Linked DNA regions of Sus scrofa: region 1 is linked to region 2. Evidence: chromatin contacts called from public HiChIP or PLAC-seq data. All regions are on one chromosome and are shown on one strand. Each heading gives the region's core, a stretch centred on a gene start, on an enhancer-like site or on the middle of the called end of the contact. The rest is flanking DNA. Distances are from core to core; before and after follow the strand shown. Region 1 overlaps KIF1B (kinesin-like protein KIF1B). Region 2 overlaps UBE4B (ubiquitin conjugation factor E4 B).

Evidence for each region. HiChIP or PLAC-seq counts read pairs in DNA pulled down with a chosen protein or histone mark.
Region 1: a contact with region 2 is called in an H3K27ac HiChIP or PLAC-seq map of alveolar macrophages. The contact joins two enhancer-like sites. A contact is called at or near these places in 2 of 2 datasets of contacts at active chromatin or transcription factors (alveolar macrophages and skeletal muscle).

The regions. Positions count from the first base shown.
Region 1 is chr6:70,582,990-70,589,460 of Sscrofa11.1, reverse strand. KIF1B (kinesin-like protein KIF1B) reads right to left here. Exons shown (of 46, transcript XM_021095324.1): 16 at 5,222-5,301; 17 at 4,598-4,704; 18 at 3,726-3,809; 19 at 2,802-2,982; 20 at 2,606-2,678. Among named protein-coding and RNA genes, the nearest start is that of TRNAE-UUC, 83 kb to the left of the region's middle. Within about 2 kb of position 2,505, at least 6 of the 83 cell types and tissues checked have an H3K27ac peak or open chromatin away from gene starts, as enhancers often do. A contact at or near this core is called in alveolar macrophages, where this site is marked.
Region 2 is chr6:70,366,997-70,374,278 of Sscrofa11.1, reverse strand. The region is part of intron 1 of UBE4B (ubiquitin conjugation factor E4 B); the gene reads right to left. Among named protein-coding and RNA genes, the nearest start is that of UBE4B, 25 kb to the right of the region's middle. Within about 2 kb of position 2,373, at least 2 of the 83 cell types and tissues checked have an H3K27ac peak or open chromatin away from gene starts, as enhancers often do. A contact at or near this core is called in alveolar macrophages, where this site is marked.

The DNA.
Region 1 (6,471 bases), core at 1,256-3,755, 220 kb before region 2:
GGTCACTGTTTTTACTTCAGAGCACAGAATGATCATCAACTCTTGGATGCAGAGAGCATCAAGCATCATTATTCTTTTACACCTAGTTACTCAAAGGTTGGTCCGGGAGTTTTGGCATCACCTGGGATCCTGTTACAAACTGCAGAATCTCAGGTCCCACCCCAGACATACTGATCAGCACCAGCATTTTTTTTTTTAACTGGTCTTTTTAGGGCCGCACCCATGGCGTATGGAAGTTCCCAGGTTAGGGGTCAAATTGGAGCTATAGCTGCTGGCCTACACCACAGCCACAGCAACATGGGATCTGAGCTGTGTCTTCGATCTACACCACAGCTTATGGCAACACCAGATCCTTAACCCACTGAGTGAGGCCAGGGATTGAACCTGATTCCTCATGGATACTAGACGGGTTCATTAACCACTAAGCAACAATGGTAACTTCAGCATCAGCATCTTAACAAGACTTCCAAGTGGTTGAGAGGCACTGTTCTACTGGACAGAACACTGAAGCAAGTCAGAAGACCCAAGTTTAGGTTTAAGCATCAGCCCCATGTCTTAATAGGAATTTCAGAGTGGGCGAGACAGCATTTTTTAGACTTGGTTTCCTCAACTATAAACTAGAGGTAGTATTTGCCATTTTAATTACATAGACACCACCAAAGAAGGTCATTTGGGGAATCAAAAAATTGATAGATGTTAAAGCTCCTTGTAAATTATAATTCACTACACAAAAATACAAGGCACTATTGTTAATAATAAATACAGCTTAATTATACCTGTCCTCGTTTGATCTCTCACAGACCATGAGAGGCATGTTATTAGATTATAGCACATTATGAAGATAAAAGGCTCCTTCATGTGTCACAAAGTTTTCAAGCCTCTAATCACACTGTAGCTAAACCTTTCTGTTTTCATTACAAACTAAATGCCAACTAGGCCTCCTAAAGAGGCTCCATCTATATAACACTGCTATTATCTTGCCCCAAAATTCGATTTATTCTTGCCATCTATTCTTTTTTGGGCTTTACTATAATTTCCAAGATAACAAACTAACTGGTTTAACCTACTGCCAAGCCTGAGAACTGAGCTGCTCTGGAAGAGGCTGCTTTTGCACAAGTCCTTGGCTTTTCTGGCCACTGAGCAATAGTCTCTCATCTCCAAAGCCGAGCACAGCCATAAGGCTGTAGTTTACATGCTGCGGTTTATACTCGGTATTCTGCATTCTGTATTTTATGCTAAGGAAAGAAACCAGTACCCCAACTTTCTGCCTAATACCCCCTTATCTTAAAAGAAGTCCATGAATCTTTTTTATTTTGACTTTTTAGGGCCACACCTGCGGCACATGGAGGTTCCAAGGCTAGGGGTCGCATCAGAGCTGTAGCTGCCAGCCTACGCCACAGCCACAGCAACACCAGATCCTTAATCCACTGAGCAAGGCCAGGGACTGAACTCCAATAATCATGGATACTAGTTGGGTTCGTTACTGCTGAATCACAGTGGGAATTCCTCATGAATCTTTAAAAAAAAAAAAAGAGAAATTCCTAATCTGAATCCACTGTACCCCAAGACTGTTGTGCCTTTTTCTTTTTTTTTGGCCATGACCATGCGGAACTTCCCAGGCCAGGGATTAAACCTGCGCCACAGCAGTGACCCAAGCCACTACAGTGACTATGCCAGATCCTTAATCTGCTGCGCCGTGAGGGAATTCCTATTATACCTTTTTCTTACATATCAAATGAATGCCAAGAAGATTCTGTTAACCAGGGCTTGGTTAACAAAAACTGAATGGCTTTAAAAATGAAAATATAGCTAATGGATAAATTTATTTATTCATAAGATTCAATTTTTACAAAATCTATAAAATCAATTAATATCATAAAATACTACAGGCATCAGCTTATAAGCTGCAGTCTTAAACTGGCTTTTCAGCTGCTAACCCAAACACTTTCTCAACCCGCAGAAACCAGGCTTCCCCTTTTCCCTATCTCAGTTGTACAGTCCTTACTTCCACTGACACCCCATATGCCACGGAGACCCTTACTGAGAATTCAGACTCCATGCAGGGGAACAGAAAAGGATTAACACATGCAACTGTGCAGCAACACTTTTAGACACAGTTTAACTTAAAAAAAAAAAAAAAAAAAAAAGTCTGCCCAGCACAAGAACAATTCCCAGGTCAGCCCAAGAGCAGAGAATTAGTACTATCAGGTGATCAGAAACAAAACCAAGGCAAACACCCACCAAATTCAATACTGAGAGAAATTACTATTAAAAGAACTGCCACTCCCATATACTCAAAAGCCACTATCCATAGGCAAAGGCTATTGGAAAAGCTCCCACTATTTCCTCCAAAAGCACTTGGTTTTGATACAAGATTTGCTTTAGGACGTAAGAGGCACAAAAAGAGTAACTTTAAGGACAGTTTTTCAGGCTAAGACTCCCAGGAGGTGTAAGTTCCTTTTCTGTTAAGGAAATGAGAGAACAGTGCACGGTATCAATGAGAGCTGGATAAGCATTGAGGGCAAGTGCTCATCTGTGGGACAGGGAAGGTATGATACGAGAGCAAGTGCCCTCTCCTAACTGAGGATTTGGGGTGGGCTCCTACCAGTCTCTGTTGCTCCAGGAGAAGATCTGCTTCCTCTTTCTCCTTTTTGTATAGGATCTCCATTTCCTGTAATCTAGAAGGAAAAGAAAAGTCAGAGAGGGAAGAACAAATTGTGACATCCATGACCGGTTTCTTGAATTCTACCATGTTTAAAAGAAGGGAGAGTCATGTGGGCCACATCACATGTGTATGTTACCTTTTTTCCATCTCCTGTTTCATATCAATTCCTTGTTTTTCCAGAAGCTCTCTCTGGGCAAACGTCCAGTCCACAGGCTCAGAGGGGGTCTCAGCAGAAGGTGTCTTCTCCCGTTCGGCCCGTGCTTGCTCCGGGTGGTTAAAACGAAACACATGGTTTTTACCCATGATGATGCGGTTTCCTGGCATAAAAGAGAAACGAGGTTAAGAAATCTTTTCTTTTTTCCTTTTTATAGCCGTAACTGCAGCATATGGAAGTTCCTGGGTTAGGGGTCAAAGTGTAGCTGCACCTGCAGCCTACACCACAACCATGGCAACACGAAATCCCAGCTGCCTCTGTGACCCACACTGCAGCTTGTGGCAATGCCAGATCCTTAAACTACTGAGTGAGGCCAGAGATCAAACCTGCATCCTCATAGACACAAAGTCAGGTCCTTAACCTACTAAGCCGCAATGGGAGATACCAAGAAATATTTTTACAAATGTATAGTATCTAAGTTAATAACTTTACTCTCCACAATGCAAAAAAAAACTTTTGGAGTTTTACAAGAACATAAATCATAATTTTTTTTTTTTTTTGCCATTTCTTGGGCTGCTCCCATGGCATATGGAGGTTCCCAGGCTAGGGGTCAAATTGGAGCTGTAGCCGTCGGCCTACGCCAGAGCCACAGCAACGCAGGACCTGAGCTGCGTCTGCAACCTACACCACAGCTCACGGCAACGCCGGATCCTTAACCCACTGAGCAAGGCCAGGGATCGAACCCGCAACCTCATGGTTTCTAGTCGGATTCATTAACTACTAGCTGTGATGGGAACTCCCATAAATCCTAATGTTGACCACCACCTCAACCTTTTAACAAAGAGTTAGAAATTAAAGAGTTGCTCCCACAAGCAACTGAAGACTTCATGCCTCTCCCAGTCTCACCTGAGCGGAGCTGAACAGGCTGCGCCACCCTCTTGCCATTGACATAGGTTTCTGAACGTTCACAGGGCTCCAGGGTCACGATAACTAAGAGGAACACAAACTAATGTTAGCACCACAACCCACTGGAAGGAAATAATGGAAAGCAGATCAGATGACTAAGTGTACTCAAGACAACTAGAACAAATTCCTGCAACAACCAAGTGGCTTAGCAGCTACGTAACAGTTCATTGAAGGGTACTAGAACCAGCACTGTGGCTTGGATGGAGACATCTAAATAAACTGGACAAACCTCAGAGGAAGACAGAAAATGTTAGTTTCAGTGATACCTGACAATTCAGTGCATAAAAATGAAAGGCTTCCAAAATCTTAAGTATGAAATATAGGTAATAACCAGAAACTTAATATCAAAAGCTAATATTCTGATTAGGGAAGAATAAATTATATACACAAAAATACTATTAGACTGTTATTGTTGTGTTAATAATCTGGGCAAAAATCAAGACAGACTTTTTCTTCCCTTTAGATAAAAATAAATTCTACTGGCTTAAGACTAAAGGTCCTTCAAATCTCCCACTACCCAGGATATTTGTTCCCTCACTTGTCTATTAAATAATTAAAATTCAAGACCAAGCCTAACTGCCTAGTCCTGCTCAATTCTTGGCAGTAACAAAAGGGCTCCTTTTGTCTGGGCTTTTTCATGTAAAGTAGCTACGTCCATTCCTGCATTTATAAGCAGCCCAGGTTTCTTCCATTTTCAAATATTAGAGTGTACAAGAAAGTATTACTGAAAGAGACAGGGAATACCAAGTCTTGGGGATTTCTCAGAATATAGAATGAAGAGTTGTTGGAAAAGCGAAGCTGAGAACTCTCACCATCCCCACTGTTGTTTCTCTCGCTCCGGAAGATACAATGCTCTTCTTTAATGTGAGCCCCGCTCAGCACGATGTCCTGGCGCCGCTCAGCATCTGCTTGGCCAACCCTGAACACAAGGCAAAGTGTTTCCCAGGGAAATTCAGACACAAAAAGCACTACAAACAATGAGCCTCTTTCTCCTGAAGAACATTCTCTGGTACGTACAAAAAAGGTATTGCCTTTCTTTAATCAGAGGCTTTGAACTGCCAATTCTATGTTCGTATATGATCAACACCCCTACATTAGAATAAGAAACAATGGGCAATGATACACCAAATAACTCACACAGCATCACAAAAAGATAAGGGTGAACTAATCTCCTTAATGAATTCACATGTGATGCTAGAAGGAAAAATTTTACTTAGAGACAGTGAGGAAAAAAAGACACATGTTCAGTGGTTTGGCGGTTAAAACAACTAAATAATTTGAGAAAAGCATAGAGAGGATAATTTGTAACTACTTCAAATGGGAAAAACAGGAAACTGTTATAAGAAATTTTTCAACAAACAACTTCCCTTTGGTTTTTCAATAATCTAGAAAAACATCGTGTTCAAAATCGTGACCAAAAGGAGAAACAAACGTACCTAGTAATTCCATCTTTGATGTAATAAAGCAGGCATTCGGACATTAGCGGGTCCTCATTGAGGTTAACGAGATGTGGGGTCTGAAAAAGGTCACAGACAATCAATTAGGAGCAAGCACCACTGAGGAGGCTGTGAGAAGGACAGGGACGTACAGGAGGCTGATGGCTTCCTGGATTACCCAGAGTGCCTGGAAGAGGAACTTCCTTCATTCCTAGCTGCAATTCCACAATAAACGGAAAGCTCTCTTTTCGGGCCTCCCCAAACTGCACTAATGCATTCTATTTAAAAACATAAATTCTGGGATAAAGAGCAAGATCCAATTCTTGACAAGGACAAAGCATGGAGAACATAAAAGAAAAATTAGGGCAGGCTGATTCTCTGAATGGAGCAACCATAATTTTTATAAACACTTGGTCAAAAATCTTGAAGGGCTGAAGAATTTGCCACTCCTAGAAATGTCAATTTGAGAAGTTCCCTGGAGGTCTAGTGATCAGGACTCTGCACTTTCACCAATGCAGCTCGAGTTCAATGCCTGGTCTGGTTACTGAGATCCCATATCAGGTGCTACACGCTGTGGCCAAATCAACCAAAAAAGGCCACAGGACATATTATTTTGAGCTGTTGGGCACAAGAAAAACAGCACAGGGAGGGTGAAGCTTTCTCTGAACTTCCCTTATCTGCCTAAAGACAGACTGTTCAAAAAGAACTCAGTTGTCATAAATCCCCTCCCAGAAGTTTTACTAACCAGGAGAAAAAACTAGAAGTTGACACCACACCCAGACAAACTCTGTCCCAAACTACCATCCCTCCCCCTACCCCCAATTGTCCTAAAAGTCAGTGACTCTCCCTTGCGGACTACCTCTCTATCCCTTTACCTATTAAGATGGTATTTAAGGCAGAATTCTAGGCCATCTTAGGGAGTTAGCCATTTTTCCCCCTGGTATCTCCCATGTATACCTAAGGTATACATGTTAATGAACCTCTTTGTTTTTCTCACATCAGTCTCTCTTTTATTACAGAGGTTTCAGTTAAGAACTCAGAAGGGGAGTTCCCGTTGTGGCGCAGTGGTTAACAAATCCGACTAGGAACCATGAGGTTGCAGGTTCGATCCCTGGCCTTGCTCAGTGGGCTGGGGACCAGGCGTTGCTGTGAGCTGTGGTGTAGGCTGCAGACTCGGCTCAGATCCTGCGTTGCTGTGGCTGTGGCATAGGCCAGTGGCTACAGCTCCGATTAGACCCCTAGCCTGGGAA
Region 2 (7,282 bases), core at 1,124-3,623:
CCCCTAGCCAGGGAACCTCCATATGCCGCGGGAGCGGCCCAAGAAATAGCAACAACAACAACAAAAAAAGACAAAAAAAAAAAAAAAAAGAGATATGACCTCACTTTTATCACAAGCAGAACATATGAGACACAAACTAAAAATAACCGCAACACACCAAAATATTATTACACTTTTTTTCTCTTTGCTCCCTCTACTTTATACACTCAGCACATAAGACTGGTATAATATCCTTTAAGTTAAGCAAAAGTCTTTTTTCTTCAAACAATTTTTTTTTTTTTTTTTTGTCTTTTTGCCATTTCTAGGGCCGCTCCCTCGGCATATGGAGGTTCCCAGACCAGGGACTGAATCGGAGCTGTAGCTGCCAGCCTACACCAGAACCACTGCAACGCGGGATCCGAGCCGCATCTGCAACCTACCGACCTACCCCACAGTTCTCGGCAACGCCAGATCCTTAACCCACTGAGCAAGGCCAGGGATCAAACCCACAACCTCATGGTTCCTAGTCGGACTTGTTAACCACTGAGCCACAACGAGAACTCCTAAACAATGTTTTATTTATTTATTTATTTATTTATTGGTCTTTTTGCCTTTTCTAGGGTCGCTCCCGCGGCATATGGAGGTTCCCAAGCTAGGGGTCCAATCGGAGCTGTAGGCGCTGGCCTACACCACAGCCACAGCAACACGGGATCTGAGCTGCGTCTGCGACTTACACCACAGCTCACAGCAACGCTGGATCCTTGACCCACTGAGCAAGGCCAGGAATTGAACCCACGACCTCATGGTTCCTAGTCAGATTCGTTAACCACTGAACCCCGACGGGAACTCCCAACGATTTTTTAAATAAATAATTTTTGGCCACACCCCTGACATGTGGAAATTACTGGGCAGGGGTCAAACCTGTGCCACAGCAGTGACAATGACAGATCCTTAACCCACTGTGTCACAAGGGAACTCCCAAAAGTCTTTTTAAAAGAACTCTGTTTCCTCAGATGTCATAGAGAGAAAACATCAAAAGCATAAAAAGGGAACTCCCAATTCCTCAGCTTATGTCCTAAACCACAACTCAAACCCAAACATACTGATCATGAAATTTCATTCCTAGAGTTTTTCTTGTCTTTCCTGTTTCAGTTCTTATTTCACAAATGACGTTAAAATAGGGGTTTCCGTGGAATTGTTCTATCCTGATGCAGTGCTTCCTACCCTCATGTTTCTGATTAACTAAAAGTAGATTCCAAACAGCTTCTGTCCAAAACAGCAAGGGCTGCTGTGGTGACATAAGGCAAAAGCTAACACAGGATGGGCCGAACTGTCCCTCCTATTTTTAGCAGTTTGTATGTGTGTGGGGGGCGAAATAAATCCAAAGAGCATTGGCTTTGTTTTGTTTCTTAGGGCCACACCCTTGGCATATGGAGGTTCCCAGGCTAGGGACCAAATCGGAGCTATAGCTGCCAGCCACAGCAACACCAAATCTGAGCCGAGTCTGCGACCTACACCACAGCTCACAGCAACACTGGATCCTTAAACCACTGAGCGAGGCCAGGGATCGAACCCTCAACCTCATTGTCCCTGGTCAGATTTGTTTCCGCTGCACCAGGACGGGAACTTCAAAAAGCATTGCTTTAAATTTACTAGTCATTCTATAAAAGCATCTTACTTTTCTACTCAAAAATATTAAATTCCAACATAAAGAGAAACACTTGCAAATATTTACTCTTTGGGCTGGTGTCCTTCTAGAGAAATCTCTTTTATTTTTGCAGGATTTATTTTCTTTTTTAATAGATGGTCATATCTAAAACTTATAAAATGCTGTGACAGTTTCACAATATGCCCATATCGAAGCCCAACAATATATCTTAAAAAAAAAAAAAAAATACGTTGGAATCTAAACACCAGAGCTCTGGGGTCTAAAGTCCACCGAGTTTCCTTTCCAAAAGTCACAATTTTAAATTAATTTTCACTTAAAAGCGCCAAGAGTCTTGTCACTTAAATCCTTAAAGACTATATTAAACTCAGTCTAGGGAGTTCCCTGGCGGTCTAGTAGTTGCGATTTGACCCCTTTGCTGTGGCTGGCTTCAACTCCTGGCCTGGAAACTGAGATCCCAAGTCAAGCCTCACCCTGTGGCCCAAAATAAAATAAACTCAATCTACCACTGTCAGCTTATATATATATATGAGACCAAAAATTTGAAAAAAAAAAAAAAAAAGCACTTTTCCCCTAAATCTTAAGATTATAGGAAATTGTGACTTAAATTCTCCTTCGAAGATTTCAACGGAACACAGGTAAAAATGTCTCCTTACTTCTCAAAACAACTCCGCCATCTCCTCTTGCAAAGAGGAAGTGAATACAGCGCTCAGAGAATGAAGTTTCTAGGTTAGTCACTGACGATTGCTTCAAAAGGCTGCTGCAGACTCTGAGACAAAAAATAATTAACACTAATAGGATTAACAATTACCAAATGCTTATCAAGTGCCAGATGCTGGTTCTACGGGCTTCAGATACACAACTTTGGTTAATAATCCAAAGAGGGCGGTACCTTTATTTTCCCATTTTACAGATGAGAAAACTGAACTCAGAGAGGTTAAGTGACTTGCTCAAGGTCACACAGCTGGAAAGCAAAAGAGAAGATAGTCTAGCTCTGGAGGACCCAATCTTACCCGTGCTCCCTTGATCTTTACAGAAGAAAATCCGTTCTGAAGTTGCGGTGACCTGTGGATGGAGGCAGCCTTACTCCCCTGATGACACAGTGCTTGTCCATTATTATGAATAAATGAATTCATGTATATAGGCTGTTGGTATTTCAGATACTATGTTTATAGTCTAACATCAGAATATTAGTAAACTTCCTCTTTGATGAATGTGTATTTTGAAATAAAGAATATTTCCGGAGTTCCCATCATGGTGCAGCAGAAATGAATCCGACTAGGAACCATGAGGTTGCAGGTTCAATCCCTGGTCTTGCTCAGTGGGTTAAGGATCTGGCGTTGCCGTGAGCTGTGGTGTAGTTGCTAATGTGGCTTAGGTCCTACATTGCTGTGGCTGTGGCGTAGGCCGGCAGCTGTAGCTCTGATTAGACCCCTAGCCTGGGAACCTCCATGCCCCAGGCGCGGCCCTAAAAAAAAAAAAAGAGTATTTCCATTTTCTAGTTTAAACTATAGACAGAGTATGGAGTTCTCTTGTGGTGCTGCAGATTAAGGATCTGGCGTCGCTGTAGCAGCTCAGGTTGCTGCTATGGCTTGGGTTTAATCCCTGGCCCAGGAACTTCCATATGCCATGTTGTATATATCTATATTTACATAGAGAGTATTAATGAATAAACTAGGAAAAAATGATATCTTATGAACATAATCTCACCCTCAAAATTCAATCCTTTGTTGGTTCAGTAAGTGTCTACTTTGCACCAGCCACTAGAGCAAGCAATAAAGATATGACAATACTGGAGTCACAAGCTCTACCTTCAAGCATTTCCAGATCCACTGGGGAAAAGACATAAGAAATCGACAATAATAACACAGCAAAATAAGATCTGCCCAAGAGGTAATGAGAGTAGAAATTACACAAAGAGGGAGACTGCAACTCAGCCTGGGACATCCATCAGCACTTAACAGGGAGGTTACACATAGTACCTAGGTATGTACATATGTACGTACATACATACATATATGGTATCTTGGCCGTGCTCTATCTCTAAAAGGAAACAAGGGAGTTCCCGTCGTGGCGCAGTGGTTAACGAATCCGACTAGGAACCATGAGGTTGCGGGTTCAATCCCTGCCCTTGCTCAGTGGGTTAACGATCCAGCGTTGCTGTGAGCTGTGGTGTAGGTTGCAGACGCGGCTTGGATCCCGCGTTGCTGTGGCTCCGGCGTAGGCTGGCAGCTACAGCTCCGATTTGACCCCTAGCCTGGGAACCTCCATATGCCGCAGGAGCGGCCCAAAGAAATAGCAAAAAGACAAAAGACAAAATAAATAAATAAATAAATAAAAATAAATAAAAGGAAACAAGGTGTTTTCTAGTCACTTCTATCTCCTGCTCCTAAAAGAAGGTATATTTTTATGTTATATATATTTTACCACTATATATATTTTATATATATTTATATATTTTATATTTGTCTTTTGTTTTTTTTAGGGCCACACCTGCGGCATACGGAGGTTACCAGGATAGGGGTCTAATCAGAGCTGTTGCTGCTGGCCTACACCATAGCCACAGTAATGCTGGATCCAAGCCACGTCTGCGACCTACACCACAGCTCATGGCAACGCCGGATCCTTAACTCACTGAGCAAGGCCAGGGATCAAACCCACAACCTCATGGTTCCTAGTCGGATTCATTTCTGCTGCGCCTTGACGGGAACTCCCACAATATTTTTTTAAAAGTCGAGTTGAAAAAGCAGGTGCTAAAGGGTACACACTGTGATTCTATTTGGGTATACTTACAAAAGATACTAGTACAAATTATATGTAAGTGAAAATGGCAATGTTACACAATAAATTTCCATTTTTTTCTTATCTTCTCTTTTCATTTTCTTGGCTGCCCTGAGGCATATGGGGTTCCTGGGCCAGGGATGGGATCAGATCCTAGCCACAGCTGCGGCAACACTGGATCCTTAACCCTCTGTGCCAGGCTGGCGATCAAGCCTGAGTCCTGGAGCTACACAGACACCACCAACCCCACTGCACCACAGTGGCAACTCTTCCTTTCTATAATTTTTAGCGAAGAGAATGAAACTGTCCACAGAGCTTCTGCGCTGCCCACTCGCACCTCTCACAAGGGTCCTGTCATATTAATTCTACTTCTAAAAAAAACAAAATAGAGCATGAAACTATCATTTTTTCCTACTATTTCTGTAAAAGCTGAAAACATTCCGATGAAAGTGCTGCTCTGCTCAAAACAACCTCACTCCAAAGACCCAGGATGACAAAGTAGCCTCTGCAGGGACTTGCCACATCGGGGCCAAGGGAGAGGGCGGGACCAGCTGTTTCTGCTCACACCGCACTGACCAGAGCAAGTCACGCGGCCACACCTGCAGCCACAGGGGCTGAGAACATAACCTCCTGCCAGGAAGCGGCGGTGGCTGTTTGGAGCACAGCATGGTCTGGGCAGTAGAGGCTCTTTCTCCAGCACAAACAGGGGTCACTTACTGTACCGCTCGCTGACTCTTTCTCCTCGACACCCTGCTCTCCAAGCCGACCGCCCAGTGACATGTGTGACCTTCTCAGCGAGGCTTCCTTTACCAGCTCCAGTGTCCCATCCCCACTTTATGGTTCCCATACATCAAATAGTTTAGTCATAACCAATGTGTATGTGGAGCTCCTGGTATGGCTCAGTGGTAACGAACCCAACTAGGATCTATGAGGACGCGGGTTTGATCCCTGGCCTCAATCAGTGAATCAGTGGGTTAAGGATCCGGCGTTGCCGTGAGCTGTGGTGTGGGTCTCTGATGCGGCTCAAATCCCGCATTGCTGTGGCTCTGGCGTAGGCCGGTGGCTACAGCTCCGATTCGACCCCTAGCCTGGGAACCTCCATATGCCACAGGAGTGGCCCTAGAAAAGGCAAAAAGACCCCCCCCCCCAAAAAAAAAAAAAAGGATACAGCCTTGTCGTGAGCTGTGGTGTGGGTCACAGACATGGCTCAGATCTGGTGCGGCTGTGGCTGTGGTGTAGGCTGGCAGCTGCAGCTCTGATTCAACCCCTTGCCTGGGAACCTCCATATACCATGGATGTGGCCCTAAAAAGACAAAAAAGAAAAAGAAAACCCAACATGTAAGTATGTATGTACGTTTATATGTACACACACTGTGAATACAGAAAAAAGCAACGCCAACAAATGATGAATCCAGGTGACTCCATCAACCTTTCAGCAGATTTGAGCATTTTCCTTCTTTTTTTTTTTTTTTTGGCTGCAGCATGCAGAAGTTCCTTGGCCAGGGAATGGACCCGTGCCACAGCAGTTACAACACTGGATCCTTAACTGCTAGACCACCAGGGAGCTCCCAGATTTGAATATTTTCAGAATAAAATGTTGGGAGAAAATTGAGACCTACAAGCCCGGCTTGGGTCTTCGCTAGCTGTGTCCTGCTGCACACAGGAGGTGTGAAGGGTGGCCCACAAGTAGGAGGAAGCGAGAAGAGGGGCAAAGTACTGCACAGTGTGTACAGGGGAGACTAACGAAGCAGAAACCCAAGCCAGAGGAAGCCCTGGTGGCATCCGGATTCTGGGTTCCCATCCCTTCCTGTGACCCAGCTACCTTTCTGTCCCTGGGTTCAGAAGGAGAATCCTATATCCTTCAAATCAATCCCCCTGTTTGCCTAAGCTGGATAAGCTGTTCTAGCACTCATCGTGTGCAAGTTTATAAATACTCAGTTCCCCGGAGACATGGTCACTGGTCTGTGCAGAGCATCAGCCAGCCTTTTTTCACTGTTAGGTTTTCAGAACTCAAGTTCACTTTCACTAACTACAGTAATGTCATCTCTGAATCATCCCAGAGAGTAACTCTGAAAATCGAGCAACATACAAATTCTCGTGCTGCGATGCTGCCTCAGGAGTTTCTTCCTCAGGACAGGCAGGACTCAGCAGGCAAAGGGACACAGGAGCACCAGCAAAGCTGGGGAGCTTTGGTGAGAAACACGGTGTTGGGGCAGTTCTGAGTTGTTTGATAAGTCTTCGCTGTTAGTCTAATGGGAATTTGACAGCTTGATGAACCCAGATCCCCACACTACAATGAGAGGACCAAGCCCTCCAAGCAGCTGAAAACTGCCACAGGACACACAAAGCACAAGTGGAAGAGATGAGAGAACAGCAGTCACCTCTGCCATCTGTTTGCTAATCACACTCTGCGTCACTTCCCAGATTACCCACCCAACTCAAAAAACTGTTTACGCCAAGTTTCAAGAGCTGGCTTTTGGAGTTCCTGCTGTGGCGCAGCGGAAGGGAATCTGACTAGGAACCACGAGGTTGCGGGTTCGGTCCCTGACCTTGTTCAGTGGGTTGAGGATCTGGCATTGCCGTGAGCTGTGGTGTAGGTCACAGACGAAGCTCAGATCCCGCATTGCTGTGGCTGTGGTGCAGGCCAACAGCTGCAGCTCTGATTCGACCCCTAACCTGGGAACCTCCATATGCCGCAGGTGTGGCCCTAAAAAGAATAAGAAGCCGCTTTCCCCATCACGTTTCTCTTCCAAAAGATTTTGTGGTCATGTTCAGAACTGACTCCCAAATGAAAACCTCAAAGCTTCAGTGCTTTTACCCAGACGCTCCCCCCCAGCCCAAAGGTGTCACACACAG